Regions from separate parts of the Cricetulus griseus genome. Here region 2 is linked to region 1. Evidence: chromatin contacts called from public Hi-C data. All regions are on one chromosome and are shown on one strand. Each heading gives the region's core, a stretch centred on a gene start, on an enhancer-like site or on the middle of the called end of the contact. The rest is flanking DNA. Distances are from core to core; before and after follow the strand shown.

Region 1 (6,048 bases), core at 2,473-4,972:
CCTTAGCCAAGCTGATACACTGTGAATCTACCACAAACACTCAAACATTTTGTTAAAGAGACTGATATTATGTGATAGTGATATTAGTGATCTCGTAGCATTGTAATCTGTCTTCCAAGTATAGAAGAGGTCCCATTGATAATACCTAGAATCTTCTCCAGGGATATCATGTATCACATTGGCTCTTCAGACTTGCAGAGTGTTTGAGGCATGGTACACTCTTTTTCAAATAATAGAGGTCTATTGGCTATACAAAGATGCTTATCAGAATTGACTAGCAGATTGATTTCTAATATAGCCAAAATATAGGGATTTATAAAGTTTATCAAGCAGCTGTTCTTACAGATTCTATACTTACAGATTCTAGGGAGGAAAAAAGTAGCCCCATCCGTCCTAGTGCTTCAGCTGTGTCATGAGCATTCTATGGCAGAAACATGCATGAACATGTTTGTATCTTTCCACAAAGTTAGAATTTATTAGTTAACAATGAATTCACATCATTTAGTGGTTTAATAACAATTTCTTAAAAGAGACTCTGCCTACCTTGGTAGTCTGGCCAAGGCAAATTCAAATTCTTTTATTCCAATCTTAATTACTAATATTAACCCATACATAACATAGTAAATATCTATCTGTCTATATATCTATCTATATCTATCTATCTATCTATCTATCTATCTATCCTCTCTCTCATCTATCCTTTCTCTGTCCTCCCCCCCCCCCCGTGTGTGTGTGTGTGTGTGTGTGTGTGTGTGTGTGTGTGTGTGTGTGTGTATCTTTTAGAATGAAAACAAGTTAGGCTACAGCTAAGTTGAAGGAATTTCAGATGTGGACTGAGAATTTGCATTGGTAAGATAGTGATCAAACCAGTGCCAGGTGGGAATCATGGTTTGAGAACAAAGATCTCCCAGTTGAAAGGTGAAAGACTGAAGAGGGCCTGAGAACAGGGCACAGGTCCAGATGAATACAGTTGGCCATCAGGCAGATAGAGTAGGCCACACCAACTGTTGGAGATAGCTGAGCTGAAGCTACAGGGATAGTTGAAATCCTCTGCTCTTTAGTTCTCTCTCTCTCTCTCTCTCTCTCTCTCTCTCTCTCTCTCTCACACACACACACACAACCCTATGAAGGCACACACCCTAGGTATCAGATGATAAGCAAATGTTGGGGCAATGGCATCACAGCATTAGGTGTCCATTACTCTTGGTGGTCTAAATAAAAGAGATACATCCTTCCTTTGGTTTAGCATGTCTGATAAGTTCTTGGGCCTGGTTTCTCTGATATCATTTTCATAAACCCATGTGCCCTGCAGTCTCACTTCACCTTGATAGACTTACAGGGTAGTTCTTTTCTATTCCCAGGAGCAAGTCATTTATCAGTCTTCTCCAGATGGACAGTGCTACAGTTACTGGGCCCACCCACACTCTTGTCATTATTTTTCCTTAAAATGAAGTAAAAACTTCTTGTAAAATGAAGTCTCTTAGGGAAAAGAACAGCCTGAAAAATTATTCTTTTTACACAATGTGGACTAACTTAGAGTAGCTTGATCTCAATTGATGTCCACCTTGTAAATTAGACTGGCCAAGACCAGAGGTGGAGATGTAGCATACATGGTAGTTTGTGGGCCTAGTGTTTAAGGAGCCCTGGGCTTGTTTCCCCAGAACTACATAAACTGGACAAGATGGTACACACTTGTAATGCAGCACTTAAAGACAAGGCAATGACAGAAATATCAGAAGTTCAAGATCTGCTTTGGCCACAGAACAACCTAGAGCCAGAGTGGGATGCAACGGTCCCTATCTCAAAACAGGAGCAAGACATAAACTGACATTAGAGAAATAAGAAGCAAAACTAACCTAACATGACCTAAACTAAACTATACTAAACTAAAAGTTTATTCATTTGAAACAATTACTTATTTTCTGGTATGTGTGTCTGACTGAGTCTATGTGCACCACAGGTTTGCAGGACCTTGTGGAAGTGAGAAGAGTGTGTCCAACTGGCTGGAATTGGGGCTACAGATGTTTGTGAGCTTCTAGCACCTGGACCTGGGTCCTGTGGAAGGGCAGTCAGTGCTCATAACCACCGAGTCATCACTCCAGCTGAAGGAGTTTATCATGGCATCAATGCCTGTGTCACAGTTGCATGCAGGAGTGGTCATAGACACAGGACTTAAAGGATGGGCAGAATTGGACTTTTGGGGTAGGAGAAAGAAATATGGCAAAATGACCAGGAAAAGTATGGAAAACAAAGGACAAAGGTATTTTTAGTTCACCTTGTTAGACAGGTTTAAGTCTGTACAATCTCCATTGCAAAGAGTTGTTTAATGTCTTCCCTTTTCTGACATGGGAGAGAGCTATCTCTGCAGCCCAAGCAGACCTTAAACTTGGGATCCTCCTGTCTCAGCTACCTAAGAGCTCAGATTACAGTCCTGGGCCACTCATCTCCGTGAGGGAAGGCTGCATCTCAAGGATAGTGGCTTCCTTAATGAAAAACAAAAACACCCATGCTTTAGGAAAGGAAAACTTGTGCTTTTTTTGTCCCTGATTTTTCCTTTTCTGCCTTCTTATTCATTCAATGTGAACTGGAGAAACACGAGAATTCCAGAAAAACATAATACGTGGTAGCACAGAAACATTTTGTTCTGTAGACTGCCCAGGGACCAGTAGTTTGCAGTGGAACATGATCCACCATTGTGTTGCCTAGTTGTATTGAAAGGCAGTACATGTTGCAACATTTTGATTTGCAAACGATTCATCACCATAGCGCCCAAACAATGCCCCATAAGCAATGGCTGCGGTGTTTAGATAAGTGATAATTCTCATTCATGACGCTTAGTTGCTTTCTTTCTAGGGTACTTGGAATAGCTCAGTTGCTTCACAAAGGCCCCGAGAGCACAAGCAAATTTTATTTTCCACTTTGTAATGTCACTTGGGGCACTTACCCTAGGATTCAGGGCTCTTCCCCACTTGTAAAGCCTTCCATTTGGTCATGGGGTCAGATGCACATGCTCACGTTTAACCGGGCAAGAGTCCCCAGATAGACACCTTAGCTACTTTGGAAAAATGTCTACAGTGGAGTCACTGGTCAAATTGTTACTGAAACATAGACAGACTTTTATTTATCCAATTAAATCTCTGGCATCATTTTTTTAAAAAAAATATGGATAATTGCAGGTTGCTAGTATTCTCCCTTTAATTGGTTTTGATTATGCACAATGGTTTTCTGATCTCTCCAGCTGCTTCATTAGAATTAAAGAGAGGAAAAAATGACCCCATGACCCTCCTCTCTCAGCCTAATGAGAGAGACATCCGAAAACCAGAAATGCAAATGTATGTTTCTTGACTCTTTCCCTTTTAACACAAACATAATGCTAACTGGCTCTTTCTACACCAGCTCCTACTGCTTAGACTTCCGCATGGGATGCTGTGTGTGGATCTGGCTGTGGCGGGGAGGAACCTGCATCGTCCGAACGCTGTGTGGATAGATGAGAAATGAGCTGAGCTAACAAGAAATCATTAATGATAATCAGAAAGATCTTGATAGATCAGTGGTTAGACTCTAACAAGTCTCTAAGGCTTCATAAAACGCCCCGACTGCTGCCAGCGTAGGAACGAGATGTCTTGGATGGGAGCCACCGTGTCATATTTCCCTGTGTCTTTTACTGTTACAGATCATCCCTCTCTCCTCCCAGATCATCAGCTCTCAAGAATTAAAAGGCCTCCCTCCACAGACTTGTCTCTTCTGAGGGCGGCAAAACAGAAACCAACTCCAGCCACTAGAGGACTCTCTCCTCTTTGGAAAAAGAAAACAAAAATCTGAAAAGCCACACTCAAGCATGAGATTGGAATGACAAAGGAAACAGTCAAGCTGGATATATAAAATAAACTCGTGTGATTTTTCAAAGGTGTGCCAGTGTCTGTGGAGAGGACTTTGCTCCTGTGGCGATAGATTGCTAAGGTCATGGAAGAGGCCGACGCAAATGTCTGCAGCTTCGCAAATGCACTTTGAACTAACTACTCCAGTGGTCTTCCATGGGAGTTCAAAGGAAGAAGGCTAAAGGCAGACGGGAAGACGGGGCAGGTCTCCAAGGCTGATGGCCACAAGTTCCTAGTGAACTGAACCCTTATATTTGAAGAACTTCCTATTTTGTCATTTCACTCCCTTCGCAGATTAGAACAGAAGGAATGATGCAATTGTGTGTTTAACAGTTCATATAAGTTAAAGATAGTGTGTAGATGAGCATATGTATAGCTACATTCTGTGTTATGCTACGTATCAAGCTTAGTAAGAAAATGAAGATACCCCCAACCCTAAAACGGACACGCCTAAAATGCATTGACCTGTGTATACCTTTTTTGTTTGTTTTGAAACAGGGTCTCCCTGTGTAGCTCTGGCTTCCCTGGAACTTACTATGTAGACCAGGCTGGCCTCAAACTCACAGAGATCTGCCTCCATGTTGCCTTCCAAGTGCTTAGGATTAAAGGCATGCACCAGCATGGTGCTGGACCTGTGTACTTGTTAGTGGGAAGTCTGGTGAAGGAGTAGATCTGGGAAAAGAGGAGAGAGTAGGCCATAAGAAGAGCATGGTGGTTTAGAGGCAGCGACCTGGGGAAGTTTAGCAAACGTGTTCTTTATAAGCCTTTTCTGTGGCCTGGTAGTTTTGAAGATCAGCGTATTTCTTCTGGCTGTAGGAAGGGTGCCTCTTGCAGGGTGATCCTATCACCTGCTTGAGGGGAAAGTCAGACACTCTTTCCCCAGCTTAACATCCTAGCTCAGGGAGAAGGACAGAGGAAGGCCCTGAGTGGGACCTTGCTGCTTTTACCATTTTCTGAAAATAATTTGGCTTAAAATATTTTGAGGATAACATGCCTACACTCCATCTGGAGTAATAATACCTGCTTTATAAATGGTGAGAATTGGGAGCCGGGCCATGGTGGCGCACGCCTTTAATCCCAGCACTCAGAAGGCAGAGGCAGTCAGATCTCTGTGAGTTTGAGACCAGCCTGGTGTACAAGAGCTAGTTCCAGGACAGCCTCCAAAGCCACAGAGAAACCCTGTCTCGGAAAACCAAACCAAATCAAAACAAAACATAAATGGTGAGAATTGAAAGATGGTATATGTGTCTACATACTTATATGCATGTAATATGCATACAGTGTATATGTGTGCATGTATGAATATGTACACTATCATTCCCTTCTCAAACGTTGTAGAGCAGATATTTTTGTTCTCAGTGTATACATGTAGACTCATATTTGAAGAAGTGAAGTCATAGCCTCAATTAAGTAGAAAAACCAGGATTTTAAAGTCAGTCATTTTATTGTACCATCTTTCATGCTTAAATTCTGGTAGAAACAATCAGAATTTTACAAGAAGGCTTTCTTTTGTAAATTCCATTGTGCTAAGAAATGTAACATCACAAAATATATTCATGCCATATAAACTTTTGAAAACCGGACTCAAGGAAGTTCAGAGAAAAATATAACAATTCTATATAGAGAAATTTAAAAGGCAATGTGACTGGAAAAGCTCTCAGAAGAATAAAAAGTGAAAGTTTGGCAAAATGATAAAAAGTAGCTTGGCAAATGTCCTTGGCTGTGGATTTAGAGCTATAGAGATGGAGTGGTAAAAGCTTTTCAAGGCAGAAAGCATCATAAGACATAGTAACAGGAAACACACATTATCATAATCATGCTGGGAATAATAATATGTAAAAGTTAATACTTGGTAACAGATTTAGAAAAGTAAACTGCTGACATCCTGCTAGCATTTGGAGAGCTCTTTAACAGGTCAGGACTTCTGAAGCGTGCTTCTCTGCAGGAATGCCACAACTTTTAGAAAATAGAAGATGAATAAAAGGAAACAAATATACGGAATGCCTGCAACCTACAAAATATGCAGGGAGTGCGAACATCTGCTGGGATACCTCAGAATAGGAAAATGCTAGAGTCTTTTTGTTGTTTTTGTATCAAACCTATATCTGAGTTCTGAGTCATCTGACTAGGAAGATATCCAGTTTCATTGTTGGAATGTTTCCATCTATGC
Region 2 (6,449 bases), core at 790-3,289, 440 kb after region 1:
AAATCATTCGACAAATCCACTACAATCTACCACAATGATGCTTTTTAATGAGACTGACATTGAATTTTCTATAAAATGCCAAATAAAGCCCAATAAACTGCTTAAGAAAAAGGACACATTTCTAGTACATTTTAGAAAGTCCCTGTGCAATATTTAAAAATATTTTTCCAAAGGAGCCAAGCTCCAATTATGCTGTTCATTTAATTGCAGTTATTTGCTTTTTGTCAATCCGAGATAAATGATGCTTTTACTAACGTGCTTTGAGCAGATTTTGAACTGTGGCATACACAAATACTACTCTGTTACATGAGATTTACACTACATTAGATGACAACAGATTGCACAGGTGACTCACTGGGAGAGATAATATGTATCTTAAAATGTACCATCACCACTAGCCAAAATATTCCTGACATGGGTTCAGGACTGTGCTAGGATATCGCTTTATTAAGAATTAATTTGAAAAACTGCTTTCGCTTTCAAGATTGGGAAGGCACTCTAGACCTTGCTCATTTGAAAAATAGCCGGCTGTATAACTATTACATAACAGTAAAGAATACAGTTTGATCACTTAGGTCATCTTTGGTTTCTATGTGCATCAGTAACTGTTTCCAAATGCTACCAAAAATGCATGACAGTAGATACCTTCATCCACAAATTTGTCTTATCCAGTGAGTATTTTAACGCAGCCATACCACTTTACAGTTCAGGGTGAAGTGAAAATGTACTTCAGTTTTTTGTTTTTTTTTTTATGTCAAATAAAACCAACTTTTACAACCACTCTTTTTCCGCTGGTAATTCTTTTCATGGAGAGATACTAAAGTGAAAAGGAAACGTGACATCTGGGTGGGGAGGGGCGTCAGAAGGAGTCTTCACAAGTAATGTTCGCGAGGAGAGGATTTTAAAGCGGAAAACACGAGAGGGCGAGATCATGGTTTCTTATTATTCTCTCCTCCCTCCACTTTTTCGCTTCACCAATCTGTAGCCCCCCTCAAATTTAGAGGCGGGTTCAGCAAGACAAGGCTGCAGGAAACCCAGGTTTCACTGTACTGCCACCCTGGCTTCGTGATGTAATTGTTATTTATTGAGACTCTGAACCGAGCACAGCTGCTTAAAGAGGTGACAGCCCATCTCCTAGTCCTGTTGGGTCAGATCCTTCCTGGGGGTGGTGCAGATGGCCCGACAGACCCTGCTGGAGACTTCGCAGTGACAAAGCAGCTGAAGATAAACCCGGTTCCTGGGTCCTGCGTCCGTCTAGGGAGCTGAGCTGGGCACTCCTCAGGTCTCCTTCCCAGTTTTCCGCTTGGAATCACGCCACATTAATTACTGGGTCCTACTAGGTGCTGTGGGCATGGGGTCAAAATGACCTAGAGTTATAGCGCCGTCCTTCCTGATTTTAAGCGGGACACAGATTTCTAGGAGGTGGAAATTAGGGTGGGTAAAAGGCAGTCAAGAGAACGCGTGCTGTGGGTGAAATGGGAGGAAGGGAGACCCTTAAGGTGCCAGCCCCTAGGTGGAGACCCCAGGGAAGGGTCAGGGTGTCTTTATTCCTCTGCGGTGCTCACAACGCTTGCCCAAGCCTGGGTGACATGGACGATCACCTGGTCCCTAGGGACAATCTGTCCAGGCGGCTGGACGGGGCCGGAAAGCCAGGGCTCCTGCTCGGAGAGCAAGGCACCCCCCTTTCCCGGTCGAACTGTGTCCTCTCTCTACCTTCAAGGCCGCGCAGCCCCGGGTCTCCCACCCGGAGCACCGGAGAGGAGGCCTGCAGGAGCCGGATAGGCTCCCCAGCTCCAGCGAGCCGCCGGGTACGCGATCAACCCGGGTGACAATGGGAGGGAGGGGCAGAAAAGGGTTAAGAAACTTGGCTGAAGAGCTGAATGGCGTGGAGCAGCGAGGGGAGGGACCCGGCCGCCGCGAACTCGGCGGCGGAGGGAGGAGCGCGGCTGCGGCGGGCGGGCGGCGAGCGAGGCGCTCAAAGTCAGCCTCGCAGACATTGCAGCAGAGCCCCGAACTCGGGAGGCGACGGCGATCGCGGTGCAGGCGGAGGACGAGCCGGCCCCAGCCCGCCCGTGCGCACCGCCCGTGGCCTCGCGCGGCCGCAGGGCACGGCTCACCCGGGAAGGAGGGAGCGACGCGGATCGGCGGCCCGGAGCCGAGGCGGCCTCGGTGAGTGGCGATCGCGGCCCGGGCTCGGTGCAGAGCTGGCAGAGCGGACGCCGAGCCACCCGGGCACGGCCTGGGTGACCGGCCCGGGGAGGCGGCGGAGGCCGGGGAGGCCCACGGGGGACGCCGGCCACACGGATCCCGGGGACAGCTTGCCGCCGCGCCCGGCTCCGGGTCTCCCCGGGAACTCGCGGCCGCCCCCCCCCCCCGCGCCGACGCGGCCGCCAAGTTGTAGAGTTCCCAGCCGTGGGATCGTCCGTGCCAGCCGTGGCGCGAGGGGCGCAGCCTCCCTGGGTGTGCTGAGCCGGGACCCACGCGGGTGGCCGGGTGGCGGGGCCCGGGTCGAGCCCGCTCGGCTGCTCCTGTTGGCCCCGAGCCCCGGGCGCTGGCTGCTGCGCCGCTCGGTCCTGCCGCCCAGCGGTGCCCGCGGTGGCGCCCGCGCTGCTCCCCGCCTTTAGTTGGTGCCTCCCTGCGCGGTGCTCGCCGATTCCCGGCAGGGAAAAGTGACTCGGACAGGGACAGCGCTGAGCCCCAGGCCCGGCCTGCTGGGCACCAGGTCCCCGCCTGCCGAGGGAGGGCGAGGCTCCTTGCACCGGAGGCCTCAGCCTAGTTTTTCCCCAGCATCCGAGAGCGGGCTTTGCGTTTAGTGTGAGCCTGCTGAAGTCCTCGGAGACGCTCTTCTCTCTTGTGCCACTCTCCTCCTTACTCCGGTTTGAGGAAACCCTCGTCCGTGGCAACACTCTCCGGACCCCCACCCCCATCCTTCCCAAAGTAGTTTCCAAATTTTAATCAGGAGTTGATGTTCAGACTGAAGGAACAAAGGAATCCACTGTGTTTAAAAGGCGGACAGGCGGTGAGCCTGACACATGTTGATCTCTGAGGCATTCCAGGAGTTTCTACCTTCCATCATGTCAGTAATTTAATTGGATTCTGGCGGTCGTAAACGAAGAACAGAACGTTAGGTAATTTTATGTTAAGATACTTTTTAAAAATTAGTGTGTCATTTTAGTTGGTGGTAAAGTCCCTACGTTCTTAGGTGCAAGAACTTTTAACTCATTTTTGTGACATCAGGCTTGAGTTTGTCTGCTAATGTAAATGATTGTGACACTGAGGGAAAACCGTGTTTTAGAGGAAGAGAGAGACTGTCTCAAAGTAAAACAAGATCGGTGTGCCTGCCTGTCTGTGTCTGTGTACACACCTATACATGCGTAAATGATGTATAGTCTTCGTATTTCCTGGGTTTTGTAAAGCAAGGGGCTTCAGGAATTCATTCTTTAAAGTTATGAATTACATTGAACCTGCTTATTAGTGAATCATAGGTTTTACCAAGTGGGCGGCACCTTCCCGATGCTGTTATTCAATGTTCAGTCACCAGTTTGCCACCTTTGTCTAAGAGACAGTGAAGTAAGTCTACTTTTTAAGCAAACAGTGCTTCATGCGCATGGCCCCTAAATGTGGCTGCTGCCTGGGTGTGTTGAAATGTCCTTTTACTTCCAAGTGACTTAGTTGCCCTGGTTTTGCCCAGCAGTTTGGTAATGACCATAGGGTTTAATTGACTCAGGGAGCCTGGCTTCAACACCAATAGGAACTTTCTAGGCTTGGTCTTACTTAGTTCCTATAGACAAAGGAGAAGCAGTAACATAGCAGGCACTACTGCTTAGTCTAGGACTGGATACTTACTCCAGGCCACTTTGTACTCCGGTGGGGAGATTTCTTTGCAAAGTTAGCCTGCAAAGTACAGGAGGAGCTTGAGGAAAACAGGTAAGAAGTAAATAAGGAGGGCAGTTAGTTCGGTGGCTGCCTTTACACAGATGAGAGTCCCTGTGCTGCCTTTGAGACCGTGGAACATCAGGTTTAAAACCCATGAGAAGCTTGAGAACCTGTGTTTTCCAAACTTTGTTAAACTTGTACTTTTCTAATTGAGCTATCCGGAAATATTGTGAGTTAGCAGTGGAGAAGTGTTTGTGGCTGAGGCTAGGGCTGCTCTGGGTCCTCCAGTTTTAAGAGCAAAACATTGTGATAAAAAATAACCTATACCACCACCTAGAGTCTGCTTGTTAGTTTATGGCTCCTGGAGTTTGCTTACATCCATCCCCAGGTCCCTTATGGTTGCTGCATGGTCCAAACATGATTTGAGAAGTTGAGGCTTCCTAAAGGCTGTCCAAAAGAACAATTACTTAAGTCATAAACAGCAAGGGCCAATTTAAATTATCCACGCCACCTTCAGAATAGAAAATTATGACATATCAACTCAAGTGGGCTGGCCTCCAAAAGATATTAATTCAGAAATGTAAGGCAGAGCCTTCTAAGCGTGAGCTTTAGGGGTGGCTGTGACTGCTAAAAGATTTTCTGTTTTCAGAGATTCAAGAAATATTACGAAATAAGTGTTCTCAGTACCTTTTGTGGTTCTAGGGAAACAAAAGCAATGATTAAAAAATATAGAGGGAGGAGTATTGCCACTACAAAATTCTAGACACTGAAAAGGTCAGAGAGAATGTAGACAGTAGTTGAATTGGGGTTCAACTATGTGAGAATCAGGCCATGTGAAACAGAGTGATTATCTGTCCTGCTGGTGGTGGCTATGCAAGAGAGCAGTCTGTTGAACAGGACACCTTAGGGAGGCAGCCTCTGCCATGTGGCGCAGCACATTGTCCAAGGAGGAAGTAATGCTCCTCCTTGTAACGTGTAGCCTAAAAGATGGCCTCCAAGATCTTTAATTAAATATCAGTTGAACAGAGAGAACTAGAGCACTGGATTAATTCTGTCAAACATCACTATTTTAGAACATCGAGGACAACTGAAAATGAATTAACTCATATCTGAAAGCAGAGTTTTATCGAAGGTGACAGATGAGGCAAAATATGTCAGTCTAATGGAACACATGGGGAGATGAGGATAGATCTGCCATCCTCGGCTCTCTAGACAGTTGAGAGCAAAGCAGGCTATTATTAATTGTGTAGATTTCATCGCCAAGCCAGTATAGAAGATCATGGCCTGGAAATCATTTTAAATCAGAGTGGCCTAGGATCTATGAGGTCAAAGGTCTTAGATAATTTTTATTTGTAAGCCTGAAAATTGTGAGCAACTTCTGTCTTCCAGAGAAGCAGTAATGCTTTGGTGTGTGAAGTTAAAAGATCATCCAGCTAAAAATATGTTTAAGACGTTGAAGTTTTAATCAGTAAAAGTTACACATTTTAAAGGGACTCAATGAATCCCTTTTATGATTTAAAATTTAGGTTTCCTGACATGTTTCAAAGTGTAGGCTAGTCGCTCAGTTTCTCTCTCTACCCCCACTCTCCTTCCCTTCCTTCCCCCCTCACCCCTCCTCTCTAAAATAAACAACTTACACATCTTTAGCCATTTTTCTGTCCTCCACGAAAATTGCTTTAATTTGTGAACTTTCTTTTGTAACTGTGGCTGGGTGCAGTTTATTCTGTACTTTTTCAGCCTTCCATTTCGGGTGGCTGCTACACACACGTGAATGGATTTTGTACTCTCAAGTAAGCATTGACTTTTAGAAGGAGGACGACTGAAGACAACACATTTACTGTTACTAGCAAAACCCTGTGTGCCAATATCTTCCAACTGGAAATGTATTTTCATTTAAAATATCTTGACTGCTGTTGAAGAGTTGAAGAATTTTCAACAGAATGTGGTAGGGTGACTTCCTGGATGTACAGAGTTGGGTCTGTGAGTTTAACAGCTGGGCATTCATTTCCTTACATTGTAGGTTTTCAGGAACTAAGGGATGAGCATGTCCATTCAGTAGTAGCTAGATAACAATGGTCAGAAACCTAACACCAGGGTGGACCTGAGGAAGGTGAAGACCAGGCATAGCAGAGGATGAAGCAGGGCAGTGGAATGGAGCTGGGACCTGCACAAAAGTTGGGATGGAAAGAAAGTAAGTGGAGGAGACCTGGTTTCCCGTTCCTGTTTGCATCTGATGCTGAGGCAGGGACATGGATTGCTGATGGTAATGGATTCCCTTCTATGAGGCCAGCACTATTATATAAATAGCGATTGTTGGAGGGAATGAAATGGCTAGTTCTCTGCTTGTACAGATTCACAGTGAGTTTGGAAATGTTCCTTAAGTCTACCTGAAAGGGAAAGCAAAAATTGGGTGCCAGAATAGAACCAGCAGGTACAGTTTACTTGGAAGAAAATGAATATTATCTCCCTTTTTTGTTTCATCTCTTGTTAAGATCTGGAACTTTTAAAAAGTATTATGGGCATGGAAAACTGGGTGCTGAGGTTTGGGTGATGACATGGACATCTTTTAACAG

What was found. Hi-C and Micro-C count contacts between places; a contact is called where the count stands out from the background.
Region 2: a Hi-C map of the CHO-K1 cell line shows a contact between it and region 1, with 3 times the contacts expected there. The contact joins the promoter of Nrip1 here to the enhancer-like site in region 1. A contact is called at or near these places in 2 of 8 Hi-C or Micro-C datasets (the CHO-K1 cell line and fibroblasts).

The regions. Positions count from the first base shown.
Region 1 is chr4:18,389,524-18,395,571 of CriGri-PICRH-1.0, forward strand. No RefSeq gene overlaps it. Among named protein-coding and RNA genes, the nearest start is that of Usp25, 120 kb to the left of the region's middle. Within about 2 kb of position 3,723, at least 2 of the 6 cell types and tissues checked have open chromatin away from gene starts, as enhancers often do. A contact at or near this core is called in the CHO-K1 cell line, where this site is marked.
Region 2 is chr4:18,833,389-18,839,837 of CriGri-PICRH-1.0, forward strand. It overlaps Nrip1 (nuclear receptor-interacting protein 1), which reads left to right and starts at 2,040. Exons shown (of 3, transcript XM_035444376.1): 1 at 2,040-2,169.